2 separate regions of the Mus musculus genome follow, and region 2 is linked to region 1. The links are chromatin contacts, called in public HiChIP or PLAC-seq maps. All regions are on one chromosome and are shown on one strand. Each heading gives the region's core, a stretch centred on a gene start, on an enhancer-like site or on the middle of the called end of the contact. The rest is flanking DNA. Distances are from core to core; before and after follow the strand shown. Region 1 holds the start of Spns2 (spinster homolog 2). Region 2 holds the start of Pitpnm3 (PITPNM family member 3).

Region 1 (7,236 bases), core at 1,275-3,774:
ACAAGCTTACAACCCTGGGCAGGACACTGAAAGATACACAGCTCAGGCAGTGTACGTCCAGAGCCTTCCAGGCCTCCCTCCCCAACTGCATTGCCCCCTGCCCCAATCAGTTTACCAGAAATCTGCTATCTAATTCTCCCGCTCTGACCCAAGTATTGGCAAAGGTAGATAAGAACCCACTCCTTGATCCTACCTTCCCCTCTCTGCCCCCCTGGCCATGGGTTCCTCTAGGAACCTCAGAAGAAGTGGCCTGAGGCCATAATAAAAAACGACCAGGACAGAACTAAAAGCCACAACAATACTTCCAAAGAGAGAGAAGAGACTCAGGCCAGGCTGGGAGTGAGGTGGGGGTAAAGGGGAAGTCTAACACCTGCTTTGCTGATCACCTCACTGGGCAATCTTGGATAGGGCTAACCAAGGGCCTGACTTCCCCCAGCTGGAAAGAGCCTGGTTTGCAAAGTGAGGGCCTCCAATGTTCTCTGGCTTGTCCTCACAGGGTGGGCACCTAACACCCTGAGCCCTAGGCAGCACATCACATGCGTATGCGTGGTAGGTTGGCACACTTGAGGGTACACCATGCTCTTGCTTACTAGAGCAAGGGAACAGTCTCTTGGGACAGCCTGACCCAAAAATTGATGCCACTGGCACCTACTTCATGTTTACCCCCAGGAAGGGACAGAGAGCAGGTGGGTGGGTGTACATGCAAGGTGGGAGAGGGGCAGAGTTCTTTCCTTCCACTTGACACAAAACTATCCAAGATAGGAAAAGACTAAGGCCCCCAAAAGAACACCCAAGTACCCAGGTGGCATGTGGTTGTGTGGTTTATGTCAGGGCTCTCTTTTCCCAATCATCCCTGAGTTTTCTTTAGTGAGGCACAAAATATCCAAATCATCTCTCTTCCCCTTTCCTCTCCCCTCTTTCATATTAGGTTGTGGGATAGAATGTTGGGTCCCCCCCACCACACACACACACAACTGCACTCCTCCACCGGGAGCCCCGGAGACCAGCCTAACCAGTGTTTCTTTTCAAAGCTACATTATCCTCAGGCAGGGCCAGCTCTAGGACAGGTCCCTACGTCTTGACCCCTGTGAAGACAGGGAGAGACGCCAGCAGAATAGAATCCCAGAGTCACATCCACACTAAGAGGCCCAGGGATCAATCAATTCACAAACGGAAACAGACCTAAACACAAGCTGAAACTGGCCCAAGGTCACACACACATTAAGCACATTCAGGATAGAAACCCAGTTGTATCCATTTCAGTCTCAAACCTGGGGTTGAGTCGCAGAGATGCTCAAGGAGCATGAGGCTGCCTCTCTTTAGACCAACCCCCCCAGCCCCCGCCCCCAGGCCTATGCCCTGCTCCAGGCTCCAAGCGCCATGGAGCAGAAGGAGGCGTCTCCAGGCCTCAAGCCAGGGCCAGCTGCAAACCGCATCCTGGGTCCCCAGGCGGCACGGACCCGCCCCGCCCCTCCCTCGGCTCCCCGCAGGCCCGAGCCTTTGTCAGCCACGCGCTTACAAGCTCACACACACATATCCGCGCTGCCACGCGCGCGCACACTCCGGCTGCCTGGCGCACACCCGCAAGAGGCGCACACACTGGCCGCACGCATGCAGGGGGGTGGCTGAGACCGAGGAAAGAAGGAACAGACGGGCCGTGCAAGCACAGACGGCCTGGACTAAGGGAAAAGGAGGAGAGGCCGGGGAACCTGCGGCTGTGGAGGAAGGGGGCGCACAGGCGATAAGGCAAGAGAGACGCAGAGGAGACTCTGGGAGGACAACGGATGAGCCGTCAAGGGCTTGGCGAAGGCTCACAAGCTGCTCCAGGGGTGGAAACTCCACCAATCCCTAACACGGGGAGCGTGGGGTGCTTTGGATTGGACCCATGGAACGCCAAAGCATCGCTTGAACAGAGGGTCCTTAGGGACTCTCCAGAGGGCTTGGATCTAGGGAGCTGGCAACCAAAAGCTCCCTAGGGCATCTGGGATGGAAGGGCCCTGGTCCTCGGGCTAGATGGGGCATTTGCTCACCTGCCACAGTGTACCTGTCCAGGTAGTTGAGCACGTTGCCTAAACTCAGGATGGCAGCAGCTGCCCCCCGCCCTCGGCCTAAGCTGGCCGGTTTGGGCTGCGGCGCGCTGGGGCCCTTGGCAGCTGCTGCGCAGCCAGGGGTGCTGGGGATGCTGGGGAGTCCGGACGGGACCCGCCTCACGCTGCCGGACAACGTCTGCACCTCTTCGTCGGCGGACACGACTCCAGCGCCCCCAACACCCCGCGCCCCGCAGCAAGCGCTACCTCCAGCCCCTGGCTGCGCCCCCCGGCGCCGGCGCCGCCGCTCGGCGTCCGCCTCCTCCTCCTCCGCGCCGCCCGCCGCCGCCGAGGCGCATTCCAGGCACATCATGCCGGCCCGGGCCGGGGCGGCGGGGGGCGCGGGGGGCTCGGGGGACGCGAGGCCCAGCCCGGGCCCGCTCAGTGCGTGCGCGCGCCGCGGAGCCGCCGCTGCACCATCCCGGCCCGGCCCGTCCGCTTCTGCGCTCGGGCTCCAGCCCTGGCTGCGCCGCTGCTACTGTTCAGTCAGTGAGACGCGCGGCCCCGGCGGCTCTGACAGCTGCGGCCGGCCCCGCCCACCAAGCTCGTGTGCCCAATCACCTCCGGGCTCAAGCCACAGCCCCGCCCCGCACGTGCTGCCCCGGGGGGTGCGGGGGCGCCTGGCCGCACAGCCCCACCCGCCTGACGGGGGCGCAAGTCACGCAGTAGCGCTGCGGCCACGGAACCCTCGGGGATCAGGAAGCGATTGCGGGGAGCTGCAGCACCGATTAGGATTTAGGTGAGGGAAGAAGGGTACCCCAGACCCTACTCAACTTCCACCCTGCCCCTGCGATGGGAGAGGACCCCTGGCTGAGGCCGAGGAAGGCCCATGGCTTAAGCTACGCATTAAAAAAAAAAAGTCTCAGATGGTCAAAACTGGGGAACCTGTTGTAGAGCTGACTCCAACAGTTACTCACCTTAATTCAGTCTGTTTAGGCAGCGCTGCCTAAGAAACATGATTGGTGGACCCAGGACACAGACCTCATGAAGGTCCATTGCTCTCCTCTATAGAGAAGCACCTCCATGCTATGACCTGGGCTCACTCTGACCATATCTCTACCCCCCATAGAGTGGAGCTTGTGAGAACCAGGGCTCGGATTAGAGCCCAAAAGAACCAGGAGGGCCTCCTCAATGCCAGGCAGGGTGTCCTACACCTGTAACCCCAGCGTTTGGGAGGCTGAGTCAGGAGAGATCCAATCTCAGACAAACGAGAAGGAGAGGGGATGGAGCAGAAAAAGCCTTTGAGGGGGGTACCATCTCCCCAAAACCCTTAGTGAAAGTTGGAAAGCTGGATCCTAGCCTATATCTGCTCTTGCGTGTGGCTTAACATTGGACGAAACCTCTATCTTTCTGGGTCTTTGTTTCTATTGGGGGAATATAGTCCAGGTAGTTGAGCACGTTGGGGGGGGGGGGGTTGTCAGTTCTGGAGAATGGCTAGGTAGCTTCTGTGTAAAGAACAGTCTTCTCTTGTAAGTCCATCATTTGGGAGGCAGAGGCAGGTGAAACTCCGAGGTTCCAGGCCAGCGAGTCCAGGCCAACACGTCTCTAAATAAATAAATATGTAAAAGGAAAGAAAGAAGTTAAAACCCAGTATAGCATGTTCTCCCTAGTATGTGCCAAACCCTTGGTTCAAATGAGAGAGTCAGGGGAGACTTAATTCAGCCCCTCAGATATCCAGTGGTTTCTGTCTGTTTCACAGACAGACTTCAGGTCACCAAGGTGACCCGTCATAAACAGACAACTAGTCAATGGTCTGGTTGGTACGAAGCCAGGGCCCTGAAATCATCTTGCTAGTGCAGGCTGCTCCAGAGCCCACGTCCACAACAGGAACATCTTGTGAAGGTGTCAACCACAGTGAGTCATGGCATAGCCAACGGATGACAAAGCATAAGGCACTCAAGCACACACACACACACATACACACACACACACACACACACACACACACACACACACACACACACACGAACACACACACACACTCCACTGTCTTAGTGAGCAGAGTTAATCCCCAAGCTGGTGTTTCTTGGCGCCTTCAAGGTGTCTTTTAAATTCTGTGAACTGACTAAAAATATGCTTCGGCGTGTTGAGTATGAATGACTGTGACGGAAGGTTAGGAAAACAGATTTCATTCTGAAAGTTGCCTGCTGCCTCTTTCCAGCTGGCTGGATTCTGGCCTGTAAAGTCAGTCGGGGGGCGGGGGTGGGGGGGGTTTCAATGCGTGGCCAGGGATAACAGGTGATTAGCAGACAAGCACAGACCCAGAAGCTCCATGGGGCCAGATCTGTGTGGCTGTGCCAAGCGAGAGGACCATGTCTGCTGTGGATGCTGCCCAGCTGTGTATCTGTGAAGGAGGCTCTGCACGATGGCTTTGCACTCTACCCAGGCTGCGTCTCAATTTCCCACCCCTGAACTCTCACCCTTTCACAACCCTGGCCTGCAAGGCCAGTTTTGGTTTTGATCCACTGCCCTTCATCTCCACCCCTGGTTGAATTCTAGAGTAGGAAAAGAGGGCAGTCTTTTGAGTCCTTCATATGTGGGGCCACCAAGCAAGCCATCCATTCCTATTATGAGACTTCTAACTTAAAGGCAGTTTCTGGAGTTGATCCTGTGTAAGATAAAGGGCCCCAACCCATGGGCAGGGCGATAGAAACAATAAGCTCTTTCTGGCTGTGTGGCTGCGCACAGATGAGGGCTTTGTGAGAACTCCTGGCAGCATCCTAAGACCATAGGATGGGCCTCTGGGTATTGTTTGTTTTGGAGAGGGGTTGAGGTAGAGTCCTGGCTGTCCTGGAACTCACTGTGTAAACCAGGCTGACCTCGAAACTCATAGAGGTCTGCCTGTTTCTTCCTCCCAAGTGCTGGGATTAAAGGTATGAGCCACTATGTCCTTCAGACCTGTGTGCTATTATTTCTGTCTCTGTGGCAAGGATACTGAGAGACTCTGGAGAAAGAAGCAGTCTGCCCTCCTAAGCTCCTAAGCTCTCTTATGGCTACCTCCTAAGTCAGTACCTTCCTGGTTAGCCATCATTCTACCCACATCTTCTTCAGAACTCTTTTCTTCTGGACAGGATGAGAATCTGAACTCAGCAGTGGCTCCAGGACCTTCTGATATTCATTCATCTGCTCCACACTGTAACTGCCACACAAGAGCTAGCACATACCTATAATCCAGAACCAGAGAAACTGAGGCTGGAGGATTGCAAGTTCCAGGCCAGTGTGACCCACACAGTGTGACCTTTTCTTAACAACAAATTCCAAAACAAGTTAGGTCAGAACATTAGGTGCTATTACTCCAAGGATAACTATATTTGGGAAACGGTAGGGTAAACAGAGATATTTCCTTATTGAGAGACGTCTCAGATCCTTTGCTATGACTGTGCTGGCTAAATTTATGTCAACTTAACACAACCTACAGACGTTTTGGAATAAAGAACCTCAACTAAGTAACTGCCTCCACTAAATCGGTATGTGGGCAAGCCTGGGGTGCATTTTCTTGATTAATGATTTATGTAGGAGTGCCCAGCCCACCATGGTGGTGTCATCCCTGGGTAGGTGGCCCTGGGTGCAATAAGAAAGCAGGCTGATCAAACCACAAAGGACATAAAGTAAGAAGTGTTTCTCCATGGACTCCGCTTCAGTTCCTGACTTCAGGTTTCTGCCTTGAGTTTCCACCCTGACTTCTGTCAATAATGGACTGTGGTGTGTAAGTGTAAGTAAAATAAATCCTTTCTCCCCCAAGTCGTCTTTGGTCACGATGTTTTGTCACAGTAATGGAAACTAGCCTGGATAATGAGTGTGTGCATTGCAAGTCTCTCAGAAGCAGGGAGAAGCTACCATATGCCCACAGACAGTTTGTAAGACTATGATGGCTCTACGGCTCTACAGACCATTCTGTGAGAACATACAATGAGCTCCATCAAGGCTGGTGATCTAGAGATCTGTTCCTCTCACCTCTGGCATCTCCACATGGTAGCATCTCCCTGGCTTAGGCTGTGGTAGCTTCTCTTATCACTTGCACGCCCTTTGGGCATCCTTCACTTACACATGGGGTCTCAGTGATCGCACATCTGTTTGTGATACCCTGACCACCGCTCTAGATGGTGCTCACCATCAAGTCACCCAATGTCCCAATTATTCTCCCAACAGTCCCCCGACACCTTAAGCTATCCTCAGTGGAACTCTGCATTCTCCCCTCTGATCTGCTTCCCATTGAGGCAGCATTTATCTTCTGACCCACAGTGACAGCAAAGAGAAATCCTTGACTGTCACTGTCTTACTTGCCCCCTTATTTAGATAGAGCCCGTCCAGTCTCGCTTTCAGTGGTTCCCACTGCCCACTGATATATCTCAGACCCTTCAGATGCCTCACTTGGAATGCCTGCCCATATCCGCCTCCAGGATTTTCTCCCACAGTGATTGTTAGTAATTTTCCAAGCCCTATCTGTGGTCCTATCCCTGCCTGGCACAAAACCTCTTCATAGATCTTTTCATAGCTTCACAACTCTTTCTAACCCATGTGTTTCTGGCCTCAGAGCCTCCTACATATCTCTGGCACATTATCTCATGGTAAGGGATCTGAGACACCGCTCCAAGGACATGGAAATCCTTGAATTGACATATACTTTCTGGAGCCTGGGCAAGTGCAAAAATTGGTTCATTTATTTGTAGTCCTGATCCACCCTTTACCAGAAAAGCCTTTGGTCGGTAACTCAATGATGGTTCAGGACCACGGAGAGCGTCTCATGTACAACCCACTCCCCTGACCCTTTAGTTGGGCTCTCCCTGTAGTACAAGGCCTTGCAGGCTAGCTCCTGTGTCTGGTTCTTCACAAACCCAGTACAGGCTTGACTTCCTCATAGAAGCCTTCCCTGACCCACCTGGATGACCAATCATTTCCTCCTTGGGGCTATGTTGTAATGTGTATTCCTCCATCACACCAAACTCATTATTCTGATTATGTTGGTATGATTCCACCACCACCACTCCACCCCCAAAAGACATGAGCCTCAAGGTCTCATCCCCTGTCTGATTCATCTTCACCATCCAGTGCAGAGGAGGTGCTTAGAGAATGTTTGTTGATTGAATGAGCAAATGACATTTAGCAGGTGCAGGAAATATGTGTTGATTTGTGTTGTGTATCTGTCGCT
Region 2 (7,236 bases), core at 2,694-5,193, 350 kb before region 1:
ACTTCTGGTTGTTTTCTTTCCTGGGTCACAGATCCCTGGTCCCTGCCAGAGGAAGCAGGGCTGTCTCCTAGAGCACTCATGCCTGCTGTTACCATTTCCTGTGACCTTGAGCACACACCTAGGCCCCCTTGGTAATCAAGGCTTTAAACCTGAGGATCTGCAAATGAGTCCCCTGCCCAGCCCCCACACATCAGATCGTTTGTTTTTTGTTTTGGGGGGGTTTTTGTTGCTGTTGTTGTTGTTTTTAACTGTTGTTGGTGACTAGGCTTTCTGTCCCCCTCAGCCAGTTCCTCCTCTGGAGAGCAGAGGCCAACACCTGGAAATGGCATAAACTGGTTCCTCCAGCCTGGAATTCCTGCCCAGCCCTGTGGCATGATTTCTGGGCTCTCCAAACATTCCTGCCCTTCTCCTAGAGCTCTACAAACTCTATTGGTTGTCTGCTGCGTTTCTGCCTGGCCCAACTAAGGATCCAGGTCTCCCACTTACACTTGGCTGGGGACAAACCCACCCTGCTGTCCCGCTGGGGGACAGAGAGAAGGGCCATTGCAAGGTTCACAGGAAGGGAGGGGCAGGGCTGCTGGCAGAGGCAGAGCAAGCCCTTCCCAACAGAGGCAGTTCCCATGCTGGCAGCCCTCCAGCCTCCAGAGCCCTCACATTGTGCCAGAGGGATTTATCCAAACACACAAACCTTACCACCTCTCCTCTGGCCCCGGTGCTCTCTCTGGAGTTCCTTCTGACCTCTGCACCAAGCCTCTAGGAACCTGGCACCCCAGCCCAGCTGGATTTTTCTGTCACAGCCCCTTGTCTCCCCTTTATCCATATCCCCAGCCTTTGCTTAAGCTTCTGCAGAACCAGGCAGCCTGGCTCTTGCCACCATTCTGTCTAAACTCTGCTAGCCTTGAAGATCCAGCTAGAGAACCCAGCCTTCGCTGCTCCAACCTGCTGCTTCCTCTGGCCATGGGTGGCTCTATGCAGAGAATTATCATTTCCTTTATAGAGTTCCAGTTCTGTTCTCCTTCCTCCCTCCTCTGGTTTTCATCCTGTCTTCTCTTGTCCACAGAACAAGACCAAGGAGCGTTCTTCCTTTCCAAGTATTGGGACAGTCAACTCTTTTGATTTCTGTGTGGCTGAGATTGCCCCAAAGCTTGAAGGCTGGTAATAATCAAGTTGGATCCACTCTCTGCAAATGAATCTCATCCTGTCTGGGATCTGATTACATTTTCTCTTGTGCCTGGATTCTCCGAGCTACATGAAAGTCCTTGAACTGCCTTCCTGGCACAGCTGCTGTAGCCTTGGCTGGCTGCTCAGGATGTTCATCGTGCCGCTCCAGCACCACCATTCACCACCACGACGTGATGGTGGAACTGTAGAGTATACAGCCTGGCATCGGTTACAACAGCGCCAGGACCCAAAGCCCATCTCCTCCTTAAGTAGCCGGACCACTGGCCGGTTTTCAGAGGAAATCCCACACAAATCAGGAAGCAGACCCCCTCACTCGCAGGCAAGATTTCCTACAACCTCCCTTTAGTCTCCTCTCACCTCTCAGGGTGGAGGGCTGATCCTTCTGCCTTTTAGTCTGTGTATGGTACTGAATTGCCATCTTTCTCTCTTGGGCCTCAGTTTCCTCAGCTATGAATAGAAGAACTTGGCCTTGAATTATATATAAGCTATATAATTCAAGGTAAATGTGCTTGATGAGAGAGGCCAGGCATTCCTCCATACTCTGCATCCTTAAGTCACTGGGTTTAAGGTAGCTAAAGAAAAGAAGGGATATTTGCAGGCTGCCACGTTGCCCAGGAGAGTTGAGAAGCGTGGTCAGATCTTGCCAGAGGTCATCTGCAGAGCTCCTTGGGGTGGCAGCTGAGTAAGAGACAGAGAGGCACCAGGCAGGTGGTCACAGAGGAGGGAAGTCTGGCTTGCTCTGAGGGAAAGGACTGAGACTGTGAAATGGAAAAGTTGTAGAGCAGCCCCAGGCAGCAGTCTTGGGAGGCCTGGCCATTTCTTCACCTTCTGCAGGGCACTCTCCCCATGGATCTCAGCTAGGGACCAAAAGACCCACAATCCAATTCATAGGACCTGGGGCTGCCCTTCTCCCAGAATGAGGAGGGGAGTAGAAAGATTCCTTAGCATCCAAAAAAACAAAAGCAAAACAAAACAAAACCAAAAAAAACCTTGGTCTTGCATCCAGGCTCACCTAGACCCTCCCAGCCATCTTCAGGGAGCTATTTGCTTCCAAGGGCTTTAAAAGGGGAGTACCTTCCTACTTCTCAGAATCATGGGGCAGTAAAGGGCTTAAGTATGTTACCTGGTACACAGGTCAAGAAGAGATTTCTCTAACTACTCTTGCTACTGTGGTGCCCTGGCAAGAGACCTGGATCCGGACGTCCAGACCTGTGCTCACACATGAGCACATGTAGAATGGGTAGCAGAGACGCATGCTCTTCCTTTATGAAGAGCAGGGGTGGGGAGGGACCAAGGCAGGAGAAAGAAGGGAGCAGAGAGCCTTTTCCAGCCTCCTGGTGTCATCTCACTGTGCCTCCCTCGGGAGGGGAGGGGAGGGAAGTGGGAAAGGGGGTGTTTAGATGCATTTGCTTATGCTGTCTCACACAAACAGCCTCTCCCTCACAGGATTCCTCTGCCACACCTGAGTCACAAGGCCAGTCCATGCCAAGGATTGGGACCTGTCCCAGGGTCGCAGGCAGTTCAATGGCACTCACATCTAGAGTGCGGGCAGGTGGTCATGTTCATTCCATCTTTGCCATGCCTATGGGTGGAGAAGTGGGGTTCACACCAGGCCCCACGGGGATGGCATGGCACCTGCCAACGTCACAGGCTGGGAGTGAGTTCATGGCAGATTCTCACACGCCAGAGCTCCCAAGCTCAGGACTGTTGAGACCAGCCTCATCCATTTGTGGCCAGCCCTATGAACACTGGCTTTCCTCAACTTGGCCTTTTAGGGCACTGTAGGGGTCCAGGGCACAGAGTGGGGAGTCCGGGGCTAAACCTGGTCCCCTCCAGGTCCTAACCAACTCACAGGGCCTGACATCAGAGCAGATGCTGGTGAATGAACGCCTGACTGGATGAATGAAGGGACGACTAACACCTACTCCCTGGGATCCTTGGGCTACAGCTCTGAGCTTGCAGGAGAGCCGAGCCCATGGGACCCCAACAGAGGCCCCGCCTGCCTAGCCCGGCACCTGAGGCTCTGCCTCTGGGTCAGGTGGGAGGCGGGGAGGCTCCCCAGCCATAGTGTACCCCTCCAGCGACGGGACCAGTAATCTGGGTCTCTTAACCCAGCTGGTGGCAGGGGCGGGGGACTGTCGCATCCAAGATAGAGAGTGACAGGACAAGGGGGCGCGTCCTGGTTTGTTGGGGCGTGGGATGGATCAGCGACCGCGGGACATCCCCTTTGGGTTCCGGTGCCGGGGTCTACTCCCCCGGTCTCCCGGAGGGCAGCGACAGCTCCGAACTGCCGACTGGACTGAGGAGCCGTGGACCTGACCCAGTGCAGCGGGGCAAGCGGGATGCGGTGTCCCACGAGGTGACTGGGGGCGCGGGAAGGACGCAGGGCGCGCGGAGCCCCTTATGCACGCCCCGGGGTCCGGGCGGGTCGCCGCGGTCACTGTGCCTCCGCCCACCTGGTTGGGGGGCTCACCTGGGCCGAGCGATCCCTCCCGCCACCCGCCGAGCGCCCCGCGCCGCGCTCACCTGCGCTGCCCGCCTTGGCCATGTCCCGGGCGGCGGGCTCCGCTGTGCTGCCGGCGCTGCTCGCTCCCGGCCGGGCCCCGGCGCCTTCGGCCGGAGCGGACTCTCCGGGCGCCGCGCCCCGCGCCCCCGCCCCGCTCGCTCGGCCGCCTCCACCGCAACCGCCGCCGCCTCGCCGCTCCCTCCCGCTCCCTTAAAGGAGCCGAGCGGCGACCGCGCCGCCCCCCCTCCGCGCCGCCGGGGAGGGACTGACGACGGAAGGCGCCCGACACCGCCCCCGCGGGCCCGCACCCCCGCCCGGAGCCGCGCGGCCACCGCAGCGCGCGGGAGGCGCAGCCCACTGATTGCGGCCACTGAGACCCCGACCCTCGCTGAAAGACAGACGTAGACAGACTCCGGATTACAGCTCGGAGACGCTGCGGGCCAGGCAGGGATGAAGACATGGACTGCGAGCCTGGGGCGCAGTGACCCTGAGACAAGGCACCAGAAAGAGGCGCTCCTAGGGCAGAAACACCCTTGGGAGAGAGAGAAATTCAAGGAAATCGGAGCTGGCTAGAGTCTGTGAGGACAGGGAGAGCAAGGAAGACCAGGACCCAGGAGACTGAGAAACCTAGAACGAAGTCTCGCAGAGATGAGAGGGGACTTCTCCATCAGCTCCCAACTCCAGGGATGCTGGATGCCTGCATCTGCTCTAGTCTCAAGAGAGGAAAGCTTTTGTCCTTTAGCACTAAAGGATCCGTTAAACCTGCAAACCCCACCTGCCAGTAAACGCTAAGCAGAGTTTGTGGGGAGCCTGGCAGAAAGCAGTGTGTCCCCCTAACACTTTCTCACAGAAGTGCTGACATTCTAATTAGCGGGCCTCCTGAGACATTTAAATTGTGGTTTCTGCCCACTGCAGTCAGGGGATCCACAGGAGATGGTCAGTCGTTTTAGATGGGGCCTAGAAGGTAGGGTCCTGGAGAGAGCAGTCGGCTCCCTAGCTCAGTTCCAGGCGAGGCCACTTCCTCCCTGCTGACGGTTAGGGTGAGGGCTAGGCTCCTTAGAGGACTGTTGGGCCTTCCCTGAAGCCTGTTTTTCTCCCACAGTCTGCAGCCAAGCACCCACACTGGGCACTAGACAGTTCCACCCCTAGGCCAGCCAGGACTTAAGTGCCCCATCCACTGCCCCATAGAAACAAAGCACACAAGGGGCCTCTACGGGACACACCCATTTCTGGGCTTTGACTCCTTCAGCCTATCCAGGTTAATCAGCCTTACACTCCCTCTTTAGTCTATCAAAGGCTCAGCCTCAGGCAAGAGTCTTCCCGAAACTTTTGCACAGAGCTAGCAGCAACAAAGTTCTTCACCTCAGCGAAAGGAAGTCTGTATCGCCTACTCATGGACCTCTCCCTGCTTTCTGATGCCTCATCTACCAAACCAGGCTTTCCTAGGGTCCTCTGTGCAGACCGAACAACGTGCCTTCACTCACGACAGCTAGCTAGCATGCTTTGACAAAGATTCTCCATCTTAGTTTTAGCTATGACTGTCTCACCTCTCAAAAAACCCTTTAGTCCCAAGGACTCCAGAGTGGGACAGCAACACATCTTGTAGACATGGAAGTTCAGAAGCCCCAAAGTCCTGGATCCAAAGCTGTTCACCATCTCAGGCCACTGGCTACTAGCAGGGAGGGCACGGATACCACCTTTCTACCTCTAACTCTGGAGTGCTCCCCCATATTGGAACTGCAGTCTGTGTGGCTTTCTGTGTGAACTTTTGTTAAGTCTGGATGTACCCTCTGGGGTGTACTGTGTCACCCCACTTTATGCAGAGGAAACAGGCTAAGACAATTCACTGTCCTACAGAATTCCATTTCAGGCCTGAGCTCTGTCCCTCTGGGTCTCCTCCTTCTTACACTTCCCTGAGGCTCTGGGAATTTCAGAAGCTTAGCAGTTTGTATAATGTCTCCATTTGGCCACCTGGTCTGTGGGTCCATAAGTAGTGACAGTGGACACCACTGACTACAGAAGACATAATGAACCTGTCACAGAAGGGACACAGTTAGGCCTAAGTACCTCCCCAGGTTGTGGCTCTCAGCAGGAACAGTGACCACAGGTTGACAGCAGTCCTGTTTCCTGGCATAGCTGTGTGTGTGTGTATGTGTGTGTGTATATATGTGTGTGTATGTGTGTGTGTGTGTGTGTGTGTATGTGTGTGTGCATGTATGTACATGAGTAGATGTGTATATGAATATCTGTGTGCATATTCACATGGACACAGACCCAGGAAAACATATCTGCTTACTAGTGATAGGAGCCCCTAAGACTTTCCTCTCTGAGTTTGTCCATCCCAAATCCTAGACTACTGGCCTTGGGAAGGGGTGGGTGGACCATACAGGTGAGGTGCCAAGCAGATAGGTACTTGCAAAGCATCTCACATTCTATAAGCAAGCTACCTGGCTCCCCCTCTATGCCTTCCCTGCAACCCCTCCCAGTGTGAGGCTCCCCTGAGAGGTGGGCATGGAGCCCAGTAGGGCTTGCACAGCCTGGCCTCTCAGGCAGCTTCTTTGCACAGACCTGGAGTGACTGTCAAGGCAGCTCTGGCCTGCCTTCAGACAGAGCAGACACATCGGGACTCAAGGCTGTTAGATTAGCTGGTGGGAGTTAACTTCCTGTATCAGAAGAATTGTCCTTAATTGAAGAAAAGAATAACTAGCAATTTGCAGCAGCTGACCTCACTGCCTGGTGGAGGGAGGAGTTGGAGCCTGTGGTGTCTCCTAGGCCTCCAGCTCCTAATGAGACTGTGACTGTCTCTGGGCTTCCTTCTCTGGGTTCACAGTGCTTCTGCCATGATAGTGGCCAACCACTTTGCAGCCAGCCCAGGCAAATATTAAAACCTGGATAACTGGAGAGAAGGAACAGGGGCCAGACTAGGCTTAGGCGCAGATGTGGTCCAGGTAGGTAGGCAGAGGGGGTCTGGTGTCGGGATGATCCCTTCACTAGCCAGACCCTAGGCTTGACTACCAGTCCCGGAGAAATGGTATTCAAGTCTTTGGAATAATAAGCAAGAGCTGGGAGCCAGCGTGACCACAAGGAAAGCCAGGCAGGCAGGGCCCAGCTCATTTTCTTTCTGGACTTGGTTGTAAAGACTGATAGAGTTGGGCCTTACCACACCATCTGGGCTTGGCTACGGCGTCTGCTCAACTCTCCAATGGCAACTCTCAAGAACAACACAGTCACTCAATAGAGCCACTGTGTCTCTGCCACCCTGGAACGGACTCTACTGGGTGGTGGCCTTGGGGCCCCATCATGCCTGTTAGCAAAAGTATACCTGACCAGCAAGCAGGGGGCCATGTGGCAGGTTCATGGCAACTCACAATGGCCTTTGCAGCTGGGACTCTGAGCCACAGCCAAGATGAGATGAGCAAAGTTGGGCAAGCACATCTGAGGCCTGGTACCCTTTCTCCATGTCTCTCCCAAGCTCCCAGCTTGTGTTGCCACTTGGAAGTTTCCACAGCCCCATTTCTCATTTCCCCCAGTGCCCTTCCTTGCCACTA

What was found. HiChIP or PLAC-seq counts read pairs in DNA pulled down with a chosen protein or histone mark.
Region 2: a FOXA1 HiChIP or PLAC-seq map of pancreatic cancer cells shows a contact between it and region 1. The contact joins the promoter of Pitpnm3 here to the promoter of Spns2 in region 1. A contact is called at or near these places in 2 of 484 Hi-C or Micro-C datasets (both in embryonic stem cells), 1 of 115 datasets of contacts at active chromatin or transcription factors (pancreatic cancer cells) and 1 of 9 other capture datasets (embryonic stem cells).

Annotation. Positions count from the first base shown.
Region 1 is chr11:72,487,396-72,494,631 of GRCm38.p6, forward strand. It overlaps Spns2 (spinster homolog 2), which reads right to left and starts at 2,525. Exons shown (of 13, transcript NM_153060.3): 1 at 2,031-2,525. The coding sequence starts at 2,400.
Region 2 is chr11:72,131,946-72,139,181 of GRCm38.p6, forward strand. It overlaps Pitpnm3 (PITPNM family member 3), which reads right to left and starts at 3,944. Exons shown (of 20, transcript NM_001024927.2): 1 at 3,709-3,944. The coding sequence starts at 3,730.